Linked DNA regions of Mus musculus: region 2 is linked to region 1. The links are chromatin contacts, called in public HiChIP or PLAC-seq maps. All regions are on one chromosome and are shown on one strand. The core of a region is the stretch at or near the end of the contact, and the rest is flanking DNA. Distances in the headings are between cores, read along the strand shown. Region 1 has its middle 120 kb from the start of Gm42264. Region 2 has its middle 430 kb from the start of Gm42264.

Evidence for each region. HiChIP or PLAC-seq counts read pairs in DNA pulled down with a chosen protein or histone mark.
Region 2: a contact with region 1 is called in an H3K27ac HiChIP or PLAC-seq map of embryonic stem cells, with 2.7 times the contacts expected there. The contact joins two enhancer-like sites. A contact is called at or near these places in 2 of 484 Hi-C or Micro-C datasets (both in embryonic stem cells) and 3 of 115 datasets of contacts at active chromatin or transcription factors (all in embryonic stem cells).

Annotation. Positions count from the first base shown.
Region 1 is chr4:26,941,763-26,947,997 of GRCm38.p6, reverse strand. No RefSeq gene overlaps it. Among named protein-coding and RNA genes, the nearest start is that of Gm42264, 120 kb to the right of the region's middle. Within about 2 kb of position 3,152, at least 6 of the 459 cell types and tissues checked have an H3K27ac peak or open chromatin away from gene starts, as enhancers often do. A contact at or near this core is called in embryonic stem cells, where this site is marked.
Region 2 is chr4:27,256,771-27,263,005 of GRCm38.p6, reverse strand. No RefSeq gene overlaps it. Among named protein-coding and RNA genes, the nearest start is that of Gm42264, 430 kb to the right of the region's middle. Within about 2 kb of position 3,720, at least 1 of the 459 cell types and tissues checked has an H3K27ac peak or open chromatin away from gene starts, as enhancers often do. A contact at or near this core is called in embryonic stem cells, where this site is marked.

The DNA.
Region 1 (6,235 bases), core at 1,903-4,402:
AATATACTTAAAAATGTCTCTGTAAAAGTTCATACTACTCTGATTTTATTTATTTTTTTAATTAGATATTTTCTTTATTTACATTTCAAATGTTATTCCCTTTCCTGGTTTCCCCTCTGAAAACCCCTTATCCCCTCCAACTCGCCTCTCCCTGCTCACCAACCCACCCACTCCTGTTTCCTGGTCTTGGCATTTCCCAATACTGGGACATAGAACCTTCACAGGAACAAAGGCCTCTCCTCCTGTTGATGACTAGTTAGGTCATCTTTTGCTACATATAAAGATAGAGCCATGAGTCCCAACATGTGTTTTATGTGATTGGTGATTTTATCCCAGAGAGCTCTGGGGGTACTGGTTAGTTCATATTGTTGTTCCTCCTATGGGGCTGCAAAACCCTTCAGCTCCTTGGGTAATTTCTCTAGCTCAATCATTGGGGACTCTGTGCTCTGTCTCATAGATGGCTATGAACATCTGCATCTGTATTTGTCAGGCACTGGGAAAACCTCTCAGGAGACAACTATATCAGACTCCTGTTAACAAGCACTTGTTGGCATCCACAGTAGTGTCTGGGTTTGGTGATTGTATATAGGATGGATCCCCAGGTTGGGCAGACACTGAATGGTCATTCCTTCAGTCTCTGCTCCACATTTTGTCTCTGTAACTCCTTCCATGGCCATTTTGTTCCCCCTTATAAAAAAGATTGAAATATCCATAATTTGATCTTCCTTCTTCTTGAGCTTCATGTGGTCTGTGAATTGTATCTTGGTTATTCTGAGCTTCTTGACGTATATCTAATTTTCAGTGAGTGCATATCATGTGTGTACTTTTGGGATTGGATTACCTCACTCAGGATGATATCCTCCAGATCCATGCATTTGTCTAAAAATTTCATAAATGCATTGTTTTTCATATCAGAGTAGTACTCAATTATGTAAATGTACCACATTTTCCGTATCCATTCCTCTGCTGAGGGACATCTGGGTTCTTTTCAGCTTCTGCTTATTATAAATAAGGCTTCTATGAACATAGTGGAGCATGTGTCCTTATTACATGTTACAGCATCTTCTGGATATATGCCCATGAGTAGTATTGCTGGATCCTCCAGTAGTACTGTGTCCAATTTTGTGAGGAACCGCCAAACTGATGGTTCTCTGGAGTCTAACTTCTTGAGTTCTTTGTATACATTGGATATTAGCCTTCTATTGAATTTAGGATTGGTAAAGATCTTTTTCCAAATCTGTTAGTTGCCCTTTTGTCTTATTCACGATGTCCTTTGCCTTACAGAAGCTTTGCAATTTTATGAGTTCGCATTTGTCAATTCTTGATCTTGCAGCACAAGTCACAGGTGTTCTGTTCAGGAATTTTTCCCCTGTGCCCATATGTTCGAGGTTCTTCCCCACTTTCTCCTCTGTAAGTTTCAGTGTCTCTGGTTTTATGTGGAGGTCCTTGATCAACTTAGACTTGAGCTTTGTACAAGGAGATAAGAAGGAATCGATTTGCCTTCTTTGACATGCTGCCCACCAGTTGATCCAGCACCATTTGTTGAAAATGCTGCCTTTTTTCCCACTGGATGAATATAGCTCCTGTGTCAAAGATCAAGTGACTATATATGCACAGGTTCATTTCTGAGTCTTCAATTCTACTTTAATGATCTACCTGTCTGTCACTGTATCAGTACCATGCAGTTTTCGTGACAATTGTGCTGTAGTACAGCTTGAGGTCCCTGATTTTATATATATCTTTAACAACACTAGTTACTACGCAGAGATTGAAAAAGTCTTGATTTCATTGAAGTCAAATTTCAGCATATGGTATGTAACATACTTGATTACGTTTTAGAATAAACTTTAGTCTTATATCACACATTTTTATAGTTTAAAACCATTATCCTATTGTTACAATGCTGACTGCTATAAAATATATGAGAAAGAAATCGTTCTGAATACTTTCAGGGGTTAAAATCACAATATTAGTAGTGTAGTCATTCTCACAGTGTGTTGTTTATATTCCTTCTAATGTATAAGTGTTTCCTAATAACCTTATCTTCTGTTTCTTTAGCCCATCCTTAATTCCAATGAAATGGTGGAAACACTTCAAAGTTATTTCACTCAGAGTACCAGAATTCCTTTTTATTCACTGAATTAAACTCTGTTACTTTGAAAACTAAGACATCAAACACTTCCCACCAAGCAGCCAGAGGGCTAGTTCATAGCTTTTATACAAATTGTCTGCAGTAATTCTGTATGATTGATAGATCAATCATCTGCTTGTAAATAAAAATGTATTAATACTTGTTTCAAATGGCTAGTCTGCATGTGTATCCCACTGCCTACAAACATATACAATAAAAAATGTAATTTTTTTCCATGCTAAGTTCCAAATGCCTCCATCCTGTACTACATATTATATAGTTGAGTTTTCCTAATTTGAGGAGATTTTAGGGGTCAGCACTTTTGGAGTGACATAGAACAGCCTTTACATAAGTAAAACTTCTTCATGACTATAGTATCTTCTCCTTGCCCTTGTAGAGAAAGTATTATTATATAATATAAAAAAATTAAAATATGTATTTAATTCTTATATATTTTTATTTTTAGATTGGTGTCTATAACTGTGAACCATGCTCAGACTATTTCTCAAACTTTTCATGTTGAACACATTTTCAAGTACCTGCTGTTTATTTTAGGCTTAAAACTATTAAAGAAATATCTGTTAAGATGGTTCACTTTTAGCATTCTCTTATTTGGGAGGTTGGCTGTTGAGTTAGGATATCACTCACAGTGTCTGTAGAGCTCCTGTCAGCTGAAGTTTTCTTCCATTTTGCAAGTCATTTTACAAGTTTTGTTTCCTTTGCAGACAGACAAAAAAAAAAATTGGTATACTTACAATTGTACTTTCATTGTCTTTAGGGTCCTTTAAGAACAAATTTTAATTTTATTTAACTCCCATTTGTTGTATACTGGCCTGTGGCCTACTTGAACCTGGTACACTTGGGAGGCAGGCTGGGGCTGAAAGAGACTAGACTGCAAGAGAAATTAATGGAGACCAAGACAAGATTCTGTTCAAGGCCAGACAGTTTACTAAGAGATGTGTGCTTATATCGGGCAAGGCCCATCCCCAGCCAGTCCATTCTTGGTGTCTGAGCCAGCCTGTGCAGGATACCTCTCAGCAGGTAGCGGTGTCTTGAAGAGAGAAGTGGCAGGTGGCTGAACAATAGAGCCATCTAGGTCAGAAGGCTCCACCCTAGGTAATCTCCTTCTAGTGGCAACAAGGTCAAAGTCTGGATCAGCCTGCTTCAGGCTGGGAGAGCCTACACCCATATATCCTTTTCATTTATAACAAATCTAAGAACTCATTCTGGGGTATTGCTGTGATAGGCTGGTGGAGAGGAACTTTAATCCAGCAATATGGCTGATCTAGTAAGGGATTACATCCAAACCTTCCAGGTTTGTATAATCTGTCTGGAATAGACAAGCCTTTATCCCCAGGAAACAGGCAAGAATATCTCTGAGCAAACACTAGCCTGGCATAGAGCAAATTTCAGGTAAAGAAAAGCTTATCTCCAGGCGTGACTACACACAACTTTAATCCCAGCACTTAGGAGACAGAGGCATGGAGATCTCATAGTTCTAGTCAGCCAGTGAAGTTGAATCAATGAGCTGAGAGTCAGTGCAGTGAAGTTGAATTCATGGCAGTACACTTTGTTGAGTTTACATTTGTTTTACTGGGACAGTTTCACAGAGACTGGTTTCAGACAAAACAAGCTAGACATAGATGAAAACAGAATGAGCAGAGAATGGGAAAGAGTTCCAATCCAGAAGACTGGAACAGATTGCCAGAGTTAGTTTGAGGTCAAGAAGAGCAATTCAAGAGAAACTGAGAGAAATCAGTTTGAATCAGTCAGTTTGAAAAGGAATTTTAAACCAGAACATCTAAGTTGAACCAGCTAGCCAAGGTTCAGAAAGAGCAAGAATAATTGAGGTTTTGTTTTTTGTTTTGTTTTGTTTGTTTGTTTGTTTTTTGTTTTTCTGGTTTTTTTTTGTTTTTTTGTTTGTTTGTTTGTTTGTTTGTTTGTTTTTTAAGCTGTAATCCTTATAAGCCAATTACTTCAGCCAAATAAAGAATACTTTATTTGGAGGAATGTGAAATTTTGGATTTTGAATTAGAAAATCAGTTGAATGATTTAAATGGTGCTTAGTGAACCATAAGAGTAGGAACACAGAAGGCAGAGGTACTGAGGATGATTTGAACTGAGGCAGAACATCTCAAGAGGCTTAAAACAAAAACGATATTAATATATGACCCTGATATCATTCTTGTAATATTTTGGTGAAGAATGTGACTGCCTTTGGCTCTTATTTAAAAGATATGTCTGAGGTTAAATAGAAGGTATCGATTAACAACATTGAAAACTGTCATTTCCAAAAAGCTCAGCATTACTTGGATTTTGTGGCTATTACTGGCCAATCTTATTTAAATAAATAAAGAAATAAATAAGTAAAAGTAACTTAAGCAAGAAAAGATACAAAATGTACAGTTGAAGGAGAAAAATAATATCAGAAAATATAAAAAGATTAAAGAAAATCCTCATGCTAAGTGGAATAAAGGAATAGTGACCTCAGAGCAAAACTCTACCCATCAAAACTTCCAACTTGTGCAGAGAATGTAGAAAAAAGCTTAGAGCTAGCTATAGTGGTCTATACCTTTCATCCCAATACTGGGGAGGCAGAGTCAGGTAGATTTCAGAGTTCAAGGCAAACATAATCTACAGAGCAAGTTATAGAGTTATCAAGCTTAGCCAAGAAACTATCAACAATAGATATTTGGTAAAAATTTATTTGTGAGAACAGTGAGAACACATTCTGACCTCAAGAAGGACTAGAACTGGGCAGATTCAGCCAAGCTGTTCTGAATTCAGAATCAAGCATACAAGTAAAGGGTTATGCAATCTCTATGACTAAGGAGAGCTACTGAGACAGGCATGTGTCAGAGGTGTCCCTGCATGGAGACCTAGAAGGCCATTGCATAAAGCTATAAATGTGTAGCCTGGATTGCCTTGAAGCATCCAAGATATTGGAGATGCCAGAGCCATGGAATCCCTGCCTGAGCAAGCTACCAAAAGGTAGTAGAAGAAGCCTAAGAGAAAGGCCTACAAACCTAAAAAGATTTGTGGATGTTATGGTCTGACACACTTACATCAGAATATCTGTAGCCATTTTATTTCATGCCTACCAGCTTTTTCTTATTGTTGTTATAATGTGTCTTCCAGTCACTGACACAGAGGATTGACTTGGCTAGAGCAAGGACACCATGACCTATAGATGTTCTCTATAAAATTTCAAATCTTAAAGAAATTCCACAAAGCTTTCAGCAGGACTCATCAAGTCAAATGTCAATATGAACTGTTATGCCTAATGCATCTTGAGTCAGAGCTAATCACTGGGCAGCCCTTCCTGCACCTACATATGAGCTCACTCTAGTTTTTGTGCCTGACACCAAAGAATGCTCCTAAGGAGCCAAAAATATATGATTATAATATTATTTCTTTGATGTCTCAATGTTCTGAAATTCTTCTGTACACCATCCATTCAGTACCACCCTTACCTTACTCAGAAACAATTGGTTTAAAGGTAAACTAACATTTTGCATATTAAGCCAACAGCTTTCCTACTTACCCTTTAAACTTTTGAACTTGTTTGTTTTTTGGTTTTTGTTTTGTTTTGTTTTGTTTTTCTACAAAAAGCCTATCATAAAAACAGTCTAGTACTACAATTAGGCTACCGAGTTCCTTCTGAGGTCCTGAACATTTAGTACTAGTGTATGTGTTCAATAAACCATTCTTCCTATTATTTTTTGTAGATTTTAGGGAAAATGGCCTAAATCATGAAGTCAGCACTATAACATCTGGGAATAACCAAAATGGGGGGAGTTAACCTTATACCTAAAGAAAGTTGCTTTAGCATTTCTAAGATTTGATCACTACATAGAATATGTCTCAATCAAAAAGGAATAATAGCTAACAGTCCAAATGTTTATCAATATCAGTTTACCTCTCTTGTTAGCTTTGATCCTGTAAGAAATAGTGAATTGAACTTGCTTTCTTTGGTTTACACTTTATAGTTATGACCAGTTTGAAGCCTATGCTGTTGGTCCATCATTTGCCTTCTGATTAGTTATAACCAGTCTGTGGACCTTTATCACTTAATGGGTTAGTTTAAATGTTGTCGTGGGAAGC
Region 2 (6,235 bases), core at 2,471-4,970, 310 kb before region 1:
GAGGGAAGGGAGGGAGGGAGGGAGGGAGGGAGGAAGGAAGGAAGGAAGGAAGGAAGGAAGAAGAAAGAGAAAGAAAGAAAGAAAGAAAGAAAGAAAGAAAGAAAGAAAGAAAGAAAGAAAGAAAAAAGAAAGAAAGAAAGGAAGAAAGAAAGAAAGAAAGAAAGAAAGAAAGAAAGAAAGAAAGAAAGAAAGAAAGAAAGAGAGAGAGATAAAAACCTTCCTTTTTGCACTCCACTGTTTGGCTCTCTAATCCTTTCCTATACTTTGATAACTACAGTGTTACAGCATGAAGTTATAAAAATGGTCATTGTCTTCTTTCTCCAGTGCTATACCATGGAGCTATATGTCACAGAATGAATATAATCTTTAAACATTTTATTTCTCTGACTCTCCTCCCCAGTCTTTCATTATCCACAAAGCTATGGGATGCTTTTCTCATCTTGAAACACTATCAAGAGAGTCTCCCACATACACTGAGAGTTTATGAGGATAAAAAAAAAAAAAAAACACACATTACTAAAATGTAGGCTGAGTGATCCTAACATCTGATGTATGTGTGTATATAAGTCTCCACATGTTTGCATATTCATGTATGTACAAGTGAATGGATATAGCTGTGTGAATGTGTGTGGAAGCCAGAGGGATGTCTTCAGATATCAATCCTTAGGTATCTTCTTCTTCTTCTCCTTCTTCTTCTTCTTCTTCTTCTTCTTCTTCTTCTTCTTATTATTATTATTATTATTATTATTATTATTATTAGTAGTAGTAGTAGTAGTAGTAGTAGAGGGAGTATAAGTGCACACTATGATGCAGATATTTTTATAAGTTCTGGGTATCAAACTTAGGTTTTCATGCTTTCAAAATGTATTAGTTATTTTTCTATTGCTATGATCAGACACCATGAAGGGCTGGTTTTCTCTAAAGAAATGTAAGTCTAAACTTACATTTCTAGAGTGATAATAGACTAAGACTATCAACGTGGGTGAATATGACAACAGGCAAACATACCTGCTTGAGCTGCAGCTGAGAGGTCACATCTCCAGTAACAGGAACGAAGCAGAAAGGACACTGAGTATGGAATGAAATTTGTGGAACCTCTAAACCAGGGATGAATGGCCTCCAACAAATCTACACTTCTTAAAGTTGCTCGAACAATTCCATCAACAGTTATTGTTAATTGCAGTTATAGTAAATCAGATGAAAACTTTGAAGCAATTAATACATTATCTATTTCATTTTAGAATCTATACAGTTTTTTTTCATGATAATTTTCCTTTGGGTAATAGATATTAATACATACAAACAAATTTACAATATTTTATGTTTACTCACTTTTGTGCCATTATTCAATATTAAAACACACATAGAAATTGTCCAAATATCTATGAATGGAGAACAGAATTTTTAGTATATATGATATTAAATATAAGCATCTATAATATGAAATATAAGCATATTTAACAAAATAAGGTTCATCTATTTATATTTCTACATTTCTCAAATTTGTATTATACATAACATTTTAGAGAACCTCTACAATATTTATATTTAAAAGAGTAAAAAGGTGTACATATGTATATATGTTTATAAAATATCAGTGTTTCTGATATTACTTAAATTAGTCATATAATTGAGGCTCTCTAAAGGAGGGAAAGTTTTACTTTTAATGGTATTTTATTACTTTTTTAAGTGCATTTTATTTTTAAGCATGAGTTAATATGTAATACTTTGTTTCTTACTACAAGTATATGTCAAATATTTCTGCTATGTATCACATGCATTTACAACAATGATCAATAAATATTTCTGAAAAAACTTAGTTTCTACATGCTATTGTATGAATATGAGCTGTATAGGTCTAACGAATTACCAAAATTTCTTACAAATTTGAGATAGATCCCAAGTTTATTAAAGATTTAAACATTAGACATAAATCTATTAAGTGAAAATATATAGATAATGTATGGGCATGTTGGAATGGAGAACAAAAGAAACTGCAACACAAATAAACACGCATCAGAGTGTAGCAAACTAAATATCTTAGACAGAAGAGTTGAGAAAGAGGAGAAAGATACATGTGAGAAGTAGAAGAAAAAAATTTTCAGACTACATGTGTGACAAAATATTGATATCCAGACCTACCAGACAGTTATCAGTAGAAAACATGCACTTGATACATACACGAAAAATGCTCAACATTACTAATAATCAGGAACATGAAAATCAGAATGTGATAGTACCATCATTAACTGGATAACATTTTAGAAGACTAGAGTAATAAGTTCTCATTAGAACATAGAAAAGGTGTAAACTTTGTGTACTCTTGATAGAAATATTAAATTTGTCCAGCCATTGTTGATAATAGTGTAACATTTTTTTCAAAACTTAGCAATATGGTTGCGTAAACAAAACCTAAATAATAATATGTATTAACAGTTAACATGAGAATATGAACAGAGAATATTCCACAAAGTCCTACCCACAGTTAAAGTGTTACACATAGACTGGCAGAGGTAGAATGCATTTCCCACAATGATAAGCTCTCTCACACAGGTTGACCAACCACAAATGAGTAGTCCTAGACAGACGTGTTTATGAACAATGATAAATGGAACCAGCACATTGTATATGAATATGTTTAGTGACATAGGTGTGGTAGTCATTTAAGACCTTTTCTAAGATCATTTTTAAAGATGAAACAAAATCAATTTTTTTTACTTTATATTTCAACTGAGTCATTTAGAAGAAGCCTGTTTAATTTTCTGTTTGATTCTTAGATATTTGAGGATTTCCCAAATGGATTCCTGTTACTTATCTCTATTGAAATTTAGTATATTCAAAGAGAAAATTTTCTATAATTTTAATTGTCTGATAAGAGTTTTTGACAGGAATGTGATCCTTCCTGGTGCTCATTTTGTGTTTAATTTGAGATCAAATTAAACAAAATAGACAAATACAAGAAATATAATTGCCCCAACTCATATATAGAAAATTACAGTGTTAATCTAAAAAAATAATCTAAGATAGTTCTTTGAGAAGTTAAATATATTTACTTTGTATATTTTAATAACATTTCTATATTGACTAGAAGAAGGATATTGGATGAATATTTCAACAGTTTTCAAATTATGATAGATTAGAGACTCTGAGTGTCCAAATCACAGGAATTACATATTTATGTAAGATACTTCGTTAAAAGTGACCATTTATTTAAAACATGCATAATTAAAATATGCCATGTAGTTTATGATTTTGTGTGTCACACAAAAATTCATAGATTAAATTAAAATGGGAATCTTCAATCAACCACAGATAGTTGCTATTTGGGCAGGATGTCTGAATAAACGACATACTATAAACATCTAATCTCTCTTAGGTTAGAAAAAAAAATCAGGATTTTAAAACAGTGTAACAATGTTTAAGGAAAGATTCTTGGAGAAGAGTCCTAGGCTCTTCAATGAAGCTCTCAGCCACCTCCTCCATGCAAAGGATGCAGCACAGCAATAATGACTTGTCTTTTGTCTTCTGTGTCTCTTTAATATTGCCTTATTTAATATCATTGCTTTTCACCTGCATAATATTTACTTTTTAATGGAACAATTTAATGCAAAATAGAATGTTTTCCAAAACAAATGTTACTACAAATGGACACATTAAGTGGAATTCATCTGAAGTTCAAATGCTAATAGGTGTTGGATTTTTCAAAAGACAGAACAGAGGCTTTGAAGAAAGCCCTTACTGGAATCCTCTGCTCAGTTCAAGGTCATACATTAGACTTGTTGGTCAAAGGTATGCAGAATAATTTAATGTGGCCTTAACCTAAATGAAGTGGATTTTCCTCCACAACTGTAAAAATTTAGGTTAGTAACGTATGTTTATTTGCAAAGTGCTTTGGTCTGCTCAGACTGAAAAAGTCACAAGTGTGAATGTTTTTATTATTGTAGTTATTACTTGGCAAGAATCACTTCAGCTACATTTGTTAATTGTTATCTTGTTTACAGCTGTGAAAACATGCTTAGTGTGAACAGTTATCAATGGTGGCTGATATAGAACTCACAAGCCAGACAGCTTTCAGAAGATTATTTTTTTAATAAAGGGTGACCAAAAAAGAGGAACTTCAGATGTTGTTCAATATATGAATGGAGATTTTGAATAAAATATGTAAAATATATATAGCCCAGATATATTTGAATATAATATGTAATATTTATTCCATATATGAGTTGAGAAGGCTCTTTTCTTGCTTTGCTCTCTGTACTTTTACCATCACCACCTGCTCTCCATCTATTGATCATATCTTACAGCTTGCTTTTTCAAGTTTTGCTACTTTATTATGGATATAAAATTAACTCAAACAAGTCAATGGCCTTTCTCTACACAAAGAATAAACAGGCTGAGAAAGAAATTAGGGAAACAACACCCTTCTCAATAGTCACAAATAATATAAAATATCTTAGCGTGACTCTAACTAAGGAAGTGAAAGATCTGTATGATAAAAACTTCAAATCTCTGAAGAAAGAAATTAAAGAAGATCTTAGAAGATGGAAAGATCTTCCATGCTCATGGATTGGCAGGATCAACATTGTAAAAATGGCTATCTTGCCAAAAGCAATCTACAGATTCAATGCAATCCCCATCAAAATTCCAACTCAATTCTTCAACGAATTAGAAGGAGCAATTTGCAAATTCATCTGGAATAACAAAAAACCTAGGATAGCAAAAACTCTTCTCAAGGATAAAAGAACCTCTGGTGGAATCACCATGCCTGACCTAAAGCTTTACTACAGAGCAATTGTGATAAAAACTGCATGGTACTGGTATAGAGACAGACAAGTAGACCAATGGAATAGAATTGAAGACCCAGAAATGAACCCACACACCTATGGTCACTTGATCTTCGACAAGGGAGCTAAAACCATCCAGTGGAAGAAAGACAGCATTTTCAACAACTGGTGCTGGCACAACTGGTTGTTATCATGTAGAAGAATGCGAATCGATCCATACTTATCTCCTTGTACTAAGCTCAAATCTAAGTGCATCAAGGAACTTCACATAAAACCAGAGATACTGAAACTTATAGAGGAGAAAGTGGGGAAAAGCCTTGAAGATATGGGCACAGGGGAAAAATTCCTGAACAGAACAGCAATGGCTTGTGCTGTAAGAAAGAGAATTGACAAATGGGACCTAATGAAACTCCAAAGTTTCTGCAAGGCAAAAGACACAGTCAATAAGACAAAAAGACCACCAACAGATTGGGAAAGGATCTTTACCTATCCTAAATCAGATAGGGGACTATATCCAACATATATAAAGAACACAATAATGTGGACTTCAGAAAATCAAATAACCCCATTAAAAAATGGGGCTCAGAACTGAACAAAGAATTCTCACCTGAAAAATACCGAATGGCAGAGAAGCACCTGAAAAAATGTTCAACATCCTTAATCATCAGGGAAATGCAAATCAAAACAACCCTGAGATTCCACCTCACACCAGTCAGAATGGCTAAGATCAAAAATTCAGGTGACAGCAGATGCTGGTGTGGATGTGGAGAAAGAGGAACATTCCTCCATTGTTGGTGGGATTGCAGCCTTGTACAACCACTCTGGATATCAGTCTGGCGGTTCCTCAGAAAATTGGACATAGTACTACCGGAGGATCCAGCAATACCTCTCCTGGGCATATATCCAGAAGATGTCCCAACCGGTAAGAAGGACACATGCTCCACTATGCTCATAGCAGCCTTATTTATAATAGCCAGAAGCTGGAAAGAACCCAGATGCCCCTCAACACAGGAATGGATACAGAAAATGTGGTACATCTACACAATGGAGTACTACTCAGCTATTAAAAAGAATGAATTTATGAAATTCCTAGCCAAATGGATGGACCTGGAGGGCATCATCCTGAGTGAGGTATCACATTCACAAAGGAACTCACACAATATGTACTCACTGATAAGTGGATATTAGCCCCAAACCTAGGATACCCAAGATATAAGATACAATTTGCTAAACACATGAAACTCAAGAAGAATGAAGACTGAAGTGTGGACACTATGCCCCTCCTTAGAATTGGGAACAAAACACCCATGCAATGAGTTACAGAGACAAAGTTTGGAGCTGAGATGAAAGGATGGACCATGTAGAGACTGCCATATCCAGGTATCCACCCCATAATCAGCATCCAAACGCTGACACCATTACATACACTAGCAAGATTTTATCGAAAGGAC